2 separate regions of the Mus musculus genome follow, and region 2 is linked to region 1. Evidence: chromatin contacts called from public HiChIP or PLAC-seq data. All regions are on one chromosome and are shown on one strand. The core of a region is the stretch at or near the end of the contact, and the rest is flanking DNA. Distances in the headings are between cores, read along the strand shown.

The links. HiChIP or PLAC-seq counts read pairs in DNA pulled down with a chosen protein or histone mark.
Region 2: an H3K4me3 HiChIP or PLAC-seq map of embryonic limb bud shows a contact between it and region 1, with 3 times the contacts expected there. The contact joins the promoter of Thap1 here to the enhancer-like site in region 1. A contact is called at or near these places in 12 of 39 promoter capture datasets (the C10 cell line, cranial neural crest, embryonic stem cells and 6 more), 10 of 115 datasets of contacts at active chromatin or transcription factors (the 230-238 cell line, the SCID.adh cell line, bone marrow-derived macrophages and 6 more) and 3 of 9 other capture datasets (embryonic stem cells, liver and pancreatic islet).

What each region holds. Positions count from the first base shown.
Region 1 is chr8:25,694,943-25,702,353 of GRCm38.p6, forward strand. Nsd3 (nuclear receptor binding SET domain protein 3) reads left to right here. Exons shown (of 23, transcript NM_001081269.2): 16 at 3,791-3,993; 17 at 4,969-5,081; 18 at 5,509-5,778. Among named protein-coding and RNA genes, the nearest start is that of Plpp5, 21 kb to the right of the region's middle. Within about 2 kb of position 2,094, at least 10 of the 459 cell types and tissues checked have an H3K27ac peak or open chromatin away from gene starts, as enhancers often do. A contact at or near this core is called in embryonic limb bud, where this site is marked.
Region 2 is chr8:26,153,938-26,160,677 of GRCm38.p6, forward strand. It overlaps Thap1 (THAP domain containing, apoptosis associated protein 1), which reads left to right and starts at 4,232. Exons shown (of 3, transcript NM_199042.2): 1 at 4,232-4,584. The coding sequence starts at 4,514.

The DNA of each region.
Region 1 (7,411 bases), core at 844-3,343:
GCAGGATCCGCTCCCTGAACAAAAGGGCTCAAAGACAAGGGCGGTTGGTCTGGATTTCTAGGGAATGGCAAAGGTTATTTTGCTCTTGGATTTTTGTTTTTATCTGCTTGCCTTTTCTTTGAGAGTGGGTTTTTCACTTTGCTTAGGTTCTGAGAATTATTTTATACTGATGAATTATGCACTACTAAATTTTGCAATGAAAGGATTTACATAAAGAATGGAGGTTTTGGGTTTTTTTGTATCTTAGTTTTATATTGGTTTTAAACTTTTTTATAAACATTTATTTATTTGTTTGTTTGTTTGTCTATTTATTTATTTATTTGGTGTATGAGTCTTTTTACTAGCCTGTACGCTTGTATCTCATGTGTGTGCTTGCCTAGGGAAGTCAGGTGTCAGATCCCCTGAGACTGAGTTACAGACAGCTTTGAGCTGCCATTTGTGGGCTAGAAATTGAACACAGGTCTTCTGGAAGAGCCCTGAACAATCTCTCCATGCCTTGATTTCTAATTTTGAATGAGATCAAGAGTTTATAGCTTTTATCAAAATAGATCCATTCAAATTTGTTTGTTTTTGTTTGTGTGTGTGTGTTCTCTGTGTAATAACCCTGAAACTTGCTTTGTAGACTAGGCTGGCATCAGACTAACAGGGGTCCACCTGGCTCTGCCTCCAGAGTGCTGGGATAAAGGACGTGTGCCGCCACACCCTGCTAGGTCAGTTTGGTTCTAAACCAGGCCCACTGTGTTCAAGTAGCCCTAAGCTGTGTGCAAAGAGTGCTTTGTTTTCTTCATATATACTAAAAAGTGAGATTATTCCAGTAAGAGCTGGGACATACAAGTGCCACAGTACAATTTTAGAGGTCAGAGAAGAGCTTTCTGGAGCTGGGTCTCTCCTACCCAAGAGAATCTCAGGAGGTCAGCCTTGACAACAGCAGCTTTACCTGTTGAGCCACCACACCAGCCCAAGCCTCAGTTCTTAAAGGCATGAGAACAGGGGCTGCAGAGATACTAAGAGTGATTGCTGCTCTTTAGATCCGTGTTCATTTCCCAGCATCCATGTCAGGAGGCTTACAGCCCCCTGTAACCCCAGCCCAGGCAGGCAGACCTTCTCTCCTGGCCTCACACAGGTGCATATACACACATAAAAAATAAAAACATAGGGCTGGTGAGATGGCTCAGTGATTAAGAGCACTGACTGCACTTCCAAAGGTCCTGAGTTCAAATCCCAGCAACAACATGGAGGCTCACAACCATCCGTAATGAGATCTGATGCCCTCTTCTGGTGTGTCTAAGGACAGCTACAGTGTACTTTCATATAATAATAAATAAATCCTTTAAAAAAATAAAAACAAAATTTAAAATGAGAGAGGAATTAATATTATTTAAAAACATACTCCTTTGTGATAAGTTATTTCTCTGCCAGTGAAATGAGCCAATTCAAGCCAGAGTAGAGTACATAGCAGGTTTATAGGGAAGCTGCTCTTGGGCTAGGTAAGTTGTCATGGGAGGGGAGAGAGAAAGAGAGCACGCAAGCAGGGAGAGAGAAAATGGAGAGAGGGGGAGAGGAGAGAGGGAAAGAGAGACCAAATTGTCTGGATTATATAGGAAAGAGCCTCTAGGGGAGGGGAAATTCAGGGCAGAGGGCATACGCCCTGTAACAGGTAGAGACTGAGGGATGCTGGGAGAACCTGGAGGCCAGGTCCATCTTGCTATGTAAAATATACACCTCAGCCTCCTGTCCTGGGTCTGAAACCCAGCATGGTAAGACTTTAATATTTTTGTTTATTTTTGTTATCTTATGTGTATGGGTGTTTTGCCTCTGTGTATGTCTGTGTGCTGTGTACCCAGGGAGGCCAGAAGAGGGAGTTAGGTTCCCTGGAACTAGAGTTATAGATGGCTGCGAGCAGCCGCGTGGGTGCTGGAAGAGCAGCCTGTGCTCGTAGCTGCCAGGCCATCTCCCCGGGTCCTCCTTTAAGATAATTAATAGCCTTGATATGTGTTAGGATTGGTATTTTGAGGCAGGGTCTCACTGCGTAGCTCTCTCTAGCCTAGACCATATGTAGACCAGATGTCTGCCAGACGGCCTGCAGAGTGCTGATATTAAAGGCGTGTACCACCACATCCACCTTAGCTGTTTTTAAAGATGGGGTCTCACTATATAACTCTGGCTGACCTCAGAGTTGGCGTGCAGAAAAGGCTGATCTAAACCACAGAGACCCACCTCCCTCTGCCTCCTGAGTGCACCACAGTATCAGGAATTCTATTGGAATTCTGAAGAAAATATATTTCTAGATAATTGCAACCATATTGTAAATTGTTTGCATGAAGAGTTGAGTTTAGAGTATATTAAACATAAGCAGTCTGTGTCCATGTTTTTACATGTTATCTCCCTTTTGGAGGATAGGACAGAATCTTCCTGGCCTAACTAACCTCTTGCTTAAGTGGTCCTCCTGCCCCAGCCTCTCAAGTGGGTGAGACCACCATTGTTGGCACTTCTTCTTGCTTTGTTGTTGGAGGAATTTTGTATTTTTGTTTTGTTTTTGTTTTTGTTTTTTAGTGGGAGCTGGAGAAGTGGCTCGGCAGTGCGAGCACTGACTGCTTTTACAGTGGCACGCACAGCTGTCTGTAACTTCAGGTCCTGCTCCACACCTAGCACACACACAGGGTGCATACATGTAAGCCAGACATTCAAACACATACAAGTAAATTTTAAAAAGTGTGTGTGCGTGCGCGCGCGCGCGTGTGTGTGTGTGTGTGTGTGTGTGTGTGTGTGTGTGTGCGTGTGTGTGTGTGTGTGTGTGTGTGTGTGTGTGTACGTGCGTGTGTGCGTGCGTGCACTTTAAGTGTAGATCTGGATACATACAATCTTCTTTTTTCCAGTTTGGTTTTATAGGGACAGACCCTCTCTCCAGGTTAGCCCCACCCCCACCCCCAGCCCTGTTGTACAATGTGTTCTTCACATGTGGGGAATCCATCTAATGCCAATAGTCTCCATGCCAAGAGCACGGAGGAGATGGTTTTTTCTACTTGCACCCTGTGTTCATCAAGTTGAACTGAGTCTGGAATGCTGACAGGGAGCCTGGTATATCAGGGCGAGAGGCACCTCCTCTGGTTGATGAGTCGAGAAGTGCTGACTCGCATGTAGTACTGACACTTTGCTACGGCAGTGGCTCATTCTCAAAAGAATCCCTCTGACCGCTAGAAACAATCCTTCATTCTCAAAAGTTAGTCTCCTCCCCCTGGGAAGAGAGGAAGTTCATCAGTTGTGGGAAAGTGTGAATTTCCTACAGTGAAAATGGGCTGGGATCATACTAGTTAACATCCCAATTCCAGAGCTGGGAAGTGGTCGCATTGTCCTTCTCACAGTAGATGTTATAACTGATATGTTCGTGATATATATTTTATAAATTTTAAATGCTAGTCTTTTAAGGAAAGAAACCACATGGAGTTGTTAGGGCCTACTTTGTTCGGCCTATGTTCTCTGTTATGTTAATTCAGCAATAGTGATTGGTTGTGGTCATGGTGTTTTGGTGGTTGGTGGGGCGGGGCGTTGGGGTTGGGGGAAGTGAGGGTGAGGCAGGGTCTCACTGAGTAGCTCTTGCTGTCCTAGAAACTCACTATGGCGACCTGGCTGACCTCGAATCCACAGAGATTTGCCTGCCTCTCCCTGGGATTAAAGGCATGTAGCACCATGCTAAGTGAGCAGATCACTACTGTGTATTCTAGAATGTGAACCCTTCTCCCGGCCTGTAAGGAAGAGTGTGAGGTTTTCACCTTCTCCATTTTGTCCTCAGATGGTGGCCTGCAGAGATTTGCAGTCCCAGGTCTGTGCCGCTGAACATCCAGGGCCTTAAGCATGACTTGGGGGACTTCCCCGTGTTCTTCTTTGGTTCTCACGACTACTACTGGGTTCACCAAGGCAGAGTGTTCCCTTACGTTGAAGGAGACAAACACTTTGCAGAGGGACAGACTAGCATTAACAAGACCTTCAAAAAAGGTAAGTTGGGCCATGCTCACAGAGACCCAGTGCTCACACTCAGGGCTGTGTTTTGTATTTGCACACGAATCTTCTGCCACTCAAGAATGTTCACCAGGGCCGAGCGTGGCGGTGCACGCCTTTAATCCCAGCACTCGGGAGGCAGAGGCAGGCGGATTTCTGAGTTCGAGGCCAGCCTGGTCTACAGAGTGAGTTCCAAGACCGCCAGGGCTACATAGAGAAACCCTGTCTTGAAAAACCAACCAAACAAACAAACAAAAAGTGTTCACCAGGCACTGGGATTCTACATCCATAAACCTCCTATGACATCAGGACCAGGTTTGAGATGCATAAAGCCTAGAGCACTAGGCTATGTTTGAAGTGTCTTTTAATCAAGTGAAACTCCTTTACCACAGACAAGTAGGAAAGGCTTCCCAGGAAGACCTTGGACATTTGCAACATGACAGAGTCTACCTTTCTTTTTCTTTTTAATTTTTATTTATTTATTAAGATTTATTTATTTATTGCAAGTGAGTACACTGTAGCTGTCTTCAGACACTCCAGAAGAGGGCGTCAGATTCTCATTACAGATGGTTGTGAGCCACCATGTGGTTGCTGGGATTTGAACTCTGGACCTTCAGAAGAGCAGTCAGTACTCTTAACCGCTGAGCTGTCTCTCCAGCACCCCAGAAGTCTACCTTTCTCAGTAAGGATAAAATCAGTTTAAATCTAGGACAGACAGGGTACACAGGCGCTCTTCACAGGGTCACCTAGAGGTCTGAGTCAGTGACGTCAGCCCTGTGCTCTGATGCATAGTGGTTGATGCTAATTTATTATTTCCTCTACAGTGGTGGTGACTGGTGATTTCCAAAACATAATTTTAGAAAGTCAGCCTCAGGCCAGAGGCAGAGCGTGTCTAGGATGGTAGAATGTAACTTCCCACGCTAATGGGGTGTGCTCTTCTTTTGACAATGGCTTGCCTGCTCTTCTTGTCAGCACTGGAAGAAGCTGCAAAACGTTTCCAGGAGCTGAAAGCCCAGCGTGAAAGCAAGGAGGCTTTGGAGATGGAGAGGACCTCCAGGAAACCCCCTCCCTACAAGCACATCAAGGTGAGTGCGTCTCCCCGCTGCTTAAAGCCCCTTGACTTACAGGGATGCTCCGATGGTCACCCTCTCCTTGTTAAGCCACCACCTGGGAACCGTGGCTTACATGGAATTCTGTTGTTTCTGCCAGAGTATCCTGCAATTAGACAAGGATATAGACCTTTAGCCTTCCTTTTCCAGACATTGTCCCTTGATTTCAGGTATTAAATTTCATCAGCCTGTGGCAAGCGGGGGTGGGGTGGGGTGGATGAGACTTGACATCAAGCTTCAGCCTTTTTGTGTAGCAAATAGACATAGTTATTGTTCCTCGTCTATTCTGGAGAAATCACGATAAAGAGCTTTCCGTATTGTGTCTCAGTGCTTTGATGTTCAGTTCATGTTGCTCACAGATCCTCATCTTCTCCCGCCCCTCTCTTGCTCTGTCGTCTCCCAGGCCAACAAAGTCATAGGGAAGGTGCAGGTCCAGGTGGCTGACCTGTCGGAGATCCCCCGCTGTAACTGCAAGCCTGGTGATGAGAACCCGTGTGGCCTGGAGTCGCAGTGTCTGAACAGGATGTCACAGTATGAGTGTCACCCGCAGGTGTGTCCTGCTGGGGACCGCTGTCAGAACCAGTGCTTTACAAAGAGGCTGTACCCCGATGCAGAGGTCATCAAGACCGAGCGGCGAGGATGGGGCCTCAGAACCAAAAGAAGCATCAAAAAGGTAATGTGGTGGCCACATGGCTGCCCTCGTCAGTCGTGGCAGGACTGTAAGAAGCATAGCTACTTAAAGTTGGACTTCTCACTTCTCACAGGGTTTGCACTTGCTGAGCGAGAAGAAAGTGGGAAAGGATAACAGAACAGCCTGGCACTGTCATTGATGAGCCTTGCTCAGAAGGGGCATTGTGCTTTTTGATTTCTTTCTTTTTTTAAAAATTATTAAGTGGAATGATTCAAACATATTTTCTTGTTGTTGCTTTTCATGGTGGATAAACATGTCAGAGAAGCAACATAATAAAGTTGATTACTCACCAGGGCAGAAACTAGCAAACCCAGAACTTTGCTGCAACATCAAGTCATAGCCATAAGTGTGACCGAATCACCAAATCACTAAGGTGGGCTGTAACAGTCGTCCATTGTGTGGAGTCGCAGCTCGTTAGAGGCCTCGGATTATATGTGCAGGGGTGGTAGAAACAGTTGAAATAATATAACTCTATAACTTATTTTTATTTTCACACCTTGAGACAGGTTTTTTTCCCCCACAAGACCCTCCTAGCACAAGAAATATATACCAGTTGGAGAAGTATTTTAAAGCCAAAGAGCTTAAAGAAAAATTAAAATTTCTAGTAAACCTACTATTCAAATAGTGGGTCTCAGCTTTTAGAGTACCTGAGAATCTCCTGTGGCTCTTGTCAAGAAACTAACTGTGGCCGGGTGTAGTGGCCGCACACCTTTAATCCCAGCACTCGGGAGGCAGAGGCAGGCGGATTTCTGAGTTTGAGGCCAGCCTGGTCTACAAAGTGAGTTCCAGGACAGCCAGGGCTACACAGAGAAACCCTGTCTCGAAAAGAAAGAAACCAACTGTGGGGAGGGTGATGTGTGTGTTTCATCCTAGTACTCAGGAGGCAGAGGCAGAGGCAGGCAGATATCTGTTAGTTCAAGGCCAGCCTGAGTGAATTCTAGGTCAACCAAGGCTAGATAGTGCGACCCTGTCTCAAGGAAAGAGAGAGAGAGATGGGGTGGGGTGGGGTGGGGGGAGACAGACAGAGACAGAAAGAGAGAGAAACCAGGGACTGGAGACATCAATAGTTAAAAGCACTGGCTGCACCTGAATTTGTCTCCCAAGCTTCCATAACCCCAGTCCTAGGGCATCTGATGCCCTCTTCTGACCCAGGCACCACCAGGTACAAGTAGTGCACATGTATACACATGCAGGCAAAAGCACTCCTACAGAAACGAGAATACACCTAAGCCGAGGGGAGGCCGGGGAGGACCCAAGAGACGGAAGCAAACAGCCTGCACACTAGTGCTGAAGACTGAGTGGTAACAGGACATGAGCTGAGGTAGGTAGCCAAGAGCCAGGCCTAAAGCCGTCCTTCAGGCAAGAACTACTAGATGGCTTCAGTAGGGTGGCTCACTGACCTGACAACGCTGGTTCTCTATTACTGTATAGAAGTATTACCACAAAGCCAGGACCCTCAAACTGGCTGTGCTGCTCACACCTGTTTCTGTCACTTGAGAGGCTGAAGCAGGAGGATCACCAAGAACTTGAAGCTGGTCCGGTCTATATAAACTTGGGAATTATGGCCTGGCCTTAAAAGTAAGACCCTATCTCAAAAACAGAACAAGTGACCAAC
Region 2 (6,740 bases), core at 2,982-5,481, 460 kb after region 1:
GTTACAAACAGTAAGACAGAAGAGGATAAGAGAAAAATCTAGCCATGTAACACATACAACAACCTGACTAGTTTTCCTCTGAATCAGTGACCACAAAGCAGGCACTCTAGAGTGAGCCTTGTCCACTTCCTTAGTGGTTTGCAGTCTTAAGCATAGAACCAGTGGTAAAGGGAAGTTGGAGTCCCCTTTTGGAGTTCTCAGTCTTGTTAACACAATTAAAGGATGCACTCAAATGAGGCTCAAGTACAGTCTTCTTAGAGGTTAAAAGAAAAAAAAAAAATCCAGGGCAAGCAAGCTATAAAACTCAGCAGCTGCCTGAAGACTGGAGGATAATGGTTAAAGAACAGGAACAAAACCCCACCAAACCAACTCTACCATTTAGGATGGCATAATTAAGCTGGTATGGAAGTCAAACACATTGTGGACAAGCATGCCCATATGCGGGTGAAATCCCAAGTGTTAAGGCAAGCAATGCTTCGAAAGAAAGAAAAGTAGGCAGGCTTATGAAGTTGAATCAGACTTACGAAGTTGAATTCTACAGCACCAGAGGCAGGGATTCTAGAAGGGTCTACAGTACCTCATTCCACCTGTCTCTCTTTGTCATGTCTTAAGGTGAACCTCTCTCTAGGGGTGGGCTCTCAGCCAGGTGATTGACTGATCAGGTCCAACTGGATGGTTAGGGCTTCACCCAGACCAGGGAGGATATTGCTTGGACCCAAGTGTTTTCTTAATGGGCATTTACTGCTTAACTCTAACACCACTTTTAGCTTTCTTTTCTGACATCCCCAGTCCTACAAACTGCCCCTGGCGTAATGTGCTTCCAAGTTCTATTTTGTTGTGAGTTGTTCTTCTTTCACTTTTGTATTACATACATTCATACATCTAATGCTCAACTTAGAACCATGCTCAAACCCTGCCCAGTTCTCTCACTCTCCTCTCACTAAACTGTATTGCCTGCACTGCACACACCTTGTTCTTACCAGTCCTGGCTTCTCTGCTACCACCTTCACCCAAGCTACCACCTCTTTGCTCACCAGCAACAGCCTCTTAATTGGTTTGTCTTTTTGAATTGTTGTCTTCTACAGCTCTTAAAATAAGCAGAATTACCCTTATAAAATACTAATGCCTAAAGTGGTTCAGTGGCCACTGAATCTCATCCATACTAATACTCGGCTCCTTCAATCTTTACTTCATGGCCTTCTCCTAACTGGCTCCACCACCAGGGTCTGGCCCTCTTCTACTGGCTGTACTTTCAAACACAGGTTGGTGCTTTAACATACACTCCCAGTGTCTGGAATGTTCCTCCTCACCTTCATCCATTCCATCCTCTGATTAACATTCAAATGTTTGTTTCTTGCATGGGATACCTACCCTTAGTTACCCTTATTCAGGTACCTTAGTATAATTTATACTTTAAAAAAAAAAAAGTCTCCAGCCCTTAATTTACACTTTTATTCTACTTTCCCCTTTATAGAATAAGCTCTATGAAGATACACTAATATGCCTCACTAACAGTTCTGTAAATAACATGCTAGCCCATATGGGGGCATAATATAGGAAAATGAACTAATGAACGAGATAAATGATCACTTACCGCCCACGTTACACCTCACATCCCTACTCCCATCTCAACACAGCAGAATTTATTTTTTCGATAGGTTTTGACTTTGTATACCTTGGTTGGCTAGAACTCACTATGACCAGGTAGTCCTCAGACTCAGCACAATTCTTGCCCTTCCTTTGTGAAGGCTGAGATTACAAGAGTGTGCTACCAAGCCTGAACTTGAAGTGTATTTAAACCTGCATCACCCTTCTGCTTCAAAGCTGACTGTGGAGACAGGTTGTTGCTCAGCACAAGAACCTCAGCATGGTAAACCAGCAGCTTACATCAGCCTGCAGAACCCCTTAGGCTCTTATCCTCTAACCTCTCCTCTTACTTGTCCCCCAAGCCACTGCACTCAGCAACTCCAACACACTTCTGCTTCTCCTTGAACAGGCTGGATCCCCAGGCCTCGGGAGGTGGGCTTCCCGTGCCTCATGGCACCAGGTACAGAAGATGTCCTCACAGCTAATTTGAAATCTTTCAGTAGTTGCTTCCTCTAGTAGGCCAGTCCTAGCCTCATCTTTAATAACTGCAACCTCCTCCAGCATTTTTCGAATTTCTGTGTGACTCTCCTTCTTCTCACTACAGAACACTAGCTTAGTAAAATAACTAGTAAGGCAGACTACTATACCACCCATCTTCACTATATAGCCCCTCAGAAGTACAGAACAGGTTTTCAATAAATAACAAGCCATATGATGTGTTCAGAGTTTAAGGTAACTACATAAATTATTTTTGGGGTACCATCTGTTAACCATATCATGATTTTTTTTTTCTTTGCAGTGGACTAAAGTAGAGAACCTAGTATCAATACCCTATAAAATGTTAATAAACCACTCTTCTGGTGTTCCTAATATATAGCTACTTCTCTGAAACGAATTTAGGTACAGTTTCTAGGTCCATTTAATTCAATGTCTCCTAATTTGTGACAACCAGAGCTGCTGAGGCTACCAGGTTCAGTAAGATGCTGCCAGCCTCCCCAGCACCCCAGTCAGATGAGACAGAGATGTTACAGCACACAATTACAGACATAAGTACACAACTTCACCAAAACAAAAAGGTATAAGGCAAACCTGACAGAAAAAAACACACAAGATACATCTTAAGGAAAGATGAAGCAGTCAGGGGACGGGCATCCCAGGCCAAGCAAAGCTGCCTATCTGAGCAGTTACAGGAGTGTAAGGACAAGCAGGGGAAGATGGTACAAACACAGGAGTACCTGCTGCTTATGCTGCCATCATCAGCAATTTGGACTTTATTCACTACAGAGGTATCCTGGGATGTCTAAGCTTTATAAACAAGGGGCTGGCAGTGTTTTTATGAGGGACAGAGAGAAAGCTGAAGACTAGGACTGACAAAAAGTTGAGACTGTGAGTACTTGAATTCAAGGATGGTGGTGAGAGAATAACCTCTCTATTCTATGAGGTTAACCTAAGTCTCGAGGAAGGGGTCCTAGGAGCAGCTGATAAGAGCACTTAGCATCAAGACTAATGATCCGAGTTAGGTCCCAGAGCCCACAAGGTGGAAGGAGAGAACCCACTCCCACAAACTGTCCTCTGACCCACAACATGTGTGCCTGGTGCCCAGCTGCCTGGAGTTATAGATGGTTGTGAACTGCCTTGTGGGTGCTGGGAATCGAACCCGGGTCACCTGCAAGAGCAACAAGTGTTCTTTTCTGCTGAATTAAAGCCTAGTTTTTTTGTTTTATCTCAGTGACACCAGGATTTCAGATTTAAGTAGTTGGCGAATGTATTAAACCATATACCTGATAACTCTGAAGGCAAGTCCATGTGTGCTCAAGTAAAACGAGCTAGGAAAAGATGGTATGTGGGTTCAATAGTCAAAGTTCTAGAGATGGTAGCCACTAAATAGATCCTTAAGAGAAGCAATATTTAAGGGTACAGAAAATAGTTTATAAGGGAGAGAATGCGCCACACACTCCAAACTACAGAGGGTCAAGCCTGTAACACTTGTCTTCAGCTTGAAAAATCGCTGCGCCTACACAAAGGTAACAACGTTCAGAAGTGCACTGTAGGGATGGAAAGATGGCTCTGCAGTTGAGAGCACTGACTGCTCTTACATAGGTCCTGAGTTCAATTCCCAGCAACCACATGGTGGCTCACAACCATCTGCAGTGAGATCTGATGCCCTCTTCTGGTGTGTCTGAAGACAGCGACAGTGTACTCACATACATTTAAAAAAAAAAAAAAAGGTCTTCCTTCCCAGCTTAGAGGAAATGAAATGCGCGTTTGTCCTCGTTGTCTAGTTAGACGGTCACCTGGATTCTGAACGTGGACCACAGGTTTGTACAATCCACGCATCTGCTGGTTCCCCCCCCTTTAAAAAAAAACTGCGTATGGCCAGGGACGAGCTCTTCCACGTTCTCCTGCAGGCTTTCGGACCCAACAGGCCGTTCTTTATCAAGCTGCAGCAGAAAACGCCGGACAAATTAACGACAGTCACCACTACGAGAACGACTGCAGTCAGGATCCCAAACAAACGCGCTCTCTTCCGGCCAAGGCGCAGAGGGCCCACCCACTTCCGCACTGCTGACCACGCCCCACAGGCGCGCCTCGCCCCAGCCAATGGTCAGCTTCCCTGGGAACGTTACCTTCAGCCAATCAGAGACGGCGAGCCGAGTCCTCGCGAGAGGTGAGGCTGAAGCTGCCTCCGCCATCTTGAAGATGGGAGACGGGCGACAGCTGTGGTCCTTCTGCTAAAGCAAACCCCACAACGGACAGGGTAGTCACTCCCCCACCCCAACCCCCACCCCACGGCGAGGTGATCGTCCCCGTAACTGCTGACCGACGCCACCGAGAGCGGCGAGCGTTATCAAGGCCGAGCGCGGCGACCCCGACGGCCCCCTTCGCCTGCCTCCCGGGCCGAAGGGAAGTGTGGAGGGCCAGAAGGATGGTGCAGTCCTGCTCCGCCTACGGCTGCAAGAACCGCTACGACAAGGACAAGCCCGTCTCCTTCCACAAGTAGGTAACTGGCGTGCTCCGCGGCCGCGGCGACAGGGGCGCGCGGGCGGGTGGGGGCGGAGCCCGGCGCGTGGCCGCGCGAGACCTGGAGGAGGCGGGGCGGGCGCTCGGGCGCTCAGGGCGGCGGACGGGCCGGGCCGGCGGGGGCGGGGACCCACGGGGGCGCGTCCCCGTGGCTGCGCGCCCCCGCTGCGCATCCCGGGCGCGCGGCGTCTCCGTTGGTCTTGGCCTCCGCTGGGGGCTGAGACCGCGCGCCTTCGCGCTCGCGGAGGGTTTCCGGCGGGCGGGCAAGCGAGCGAGCGACGCCCAGAAGCCTCTCGCAGCCCTGCGTACCTCTTCGTCCCAAGCCGCGGCGTGGCCGTGGCACATAGGGAGGAAGTCGAGCTGGGAACGCACAGGGGGAGGAGGACAGGTTTCGGACCTCACTGTGGATGCCGGGAAGGAAGCAGGGCAGCTGACCGGGATGCCAGGGAGGACTCTTAAGTCCTAGCGTCAAAGAACCAACCTTTAGCATCCATGGGCTTTAGAGGAGGCTCTTGGTATTGTCGAGATGAACCCCTGTCTTTCAACACACAGGAAGAACGAGACGATAGCACACACTTGACTCTGTTGCCGTGGTGAAGGTTAATGTGAGCGAATACCAGCTTTACCCCCACAGCCGTCAGGGCTCGTTCTTGTAGTGGGTGCAGCAATCAAGAAGCCAGGGTGAAAAATACTCTGGAGAGATGGCTCAGCGGTTGAGAGCACTGACTGCTCCTCCAGAGGTCCTGAGTTCAATTCCCAGCAACCACATGGTGGCTCACAACCATCCGTAATGAGAAATGACGCCTTCTTCTGATGTGTCTGAAGACAGCTACAGTGTACTTATATATAATAAATAAATCTTTTTAAAGAGAAAAATAAAAATACTCTCTTGAAAGAAGAAAGTCATAGAATTAGCGTTACTGATGGTGTTTGTTAATGCTAACAGTCCACAAAATGTGACAATTTTTAGGCAGGTAAATTTGTTGTTACAAGTTTTATGTTAGGTTTTGGAGGAATTCCTGACTGTATGCAGATGATAGCTAAGAAATCAGATCCACTGGTAAATTATGCAAGTTATCCATAGCAAAACGATTACAGAAACAAATTTCACAATGGTCTCTCAGATTTTGAGGGGTCAGTAGTGTTCATGTTTAATAATGTTTGCAAGAAAGTAAGACTTGTGTGCTGTTTTCTCTGGGGAATAGGCTAGAATATAGCCTAAACTATGACTTGGTTTTTTGAAATTTCATACATCCTCAGAATGTAGGACTAGATGAGGGAATGGTGACAGGGACGTGCATTCGACTTGCCGCCTCCCTTTCCTATGCTTTATTAAGATGGCCCAGGGAACCTTCAAGTATGCAGACTAGTTAAAAATGGCACACATCAAAAAGACCGTTTCAACTGCTGGGTGTTGGAAAATAAGAACAAGGGCTAACATGAGTCTTAAGCCTTATGTAAGAACAGTAAGTGGCCAAGATCTTGCTTGACAGTTCTGTGCCCCCGTCCTAGGAGACGAGACACTAGGACTTATAAGAAGTTGCCACCATGGTGCTTTGAACTTCTTTTTAGGCATATGCTTTTTCCAGCCTGAACATAGTTGCAGTGGAGAAAGCTGGCTAATATAAAGATAAGCCCTAACACGAAGGTTGGCTAGGTCTTCATGAAGAACAGGATGATCGGGGTCTGGCATACCTTATGTGGTGGAACAGCTAAAGAACAGTAAAGCTAAATTGAAACATTCTATAGCTTTTTCTGATCACTCTAGCGTCTCCCACTGCGTCTTTGATATAGAAAAGCACAGGGCAATAAATATAAAGACTCCCCACTCTGTATGCTGAATTAAGCACGAAAATAAAGTCCTTACCTTCTTTATCACTTGCGTATAATTCAGGCTGTCAGAATGTAGTCTATGTGTTGGACTGACTAAAAAAGAGCTAGAAGTCTCTTTGAGGATATAGACATATGTCCGATTTTTGTTCTTCTATAAGACACAGAATTGCTAGTAAGGCATGAGTAGAAGTGCACTGCACATACTGTCTGTTCTAATTGCACTGTCAAGTGTCTTCGTTATGACAAGGTAAAGCTTCCTGAGGGAGATTGGTAACCAGAACTAATCTCCAATCAGAGTC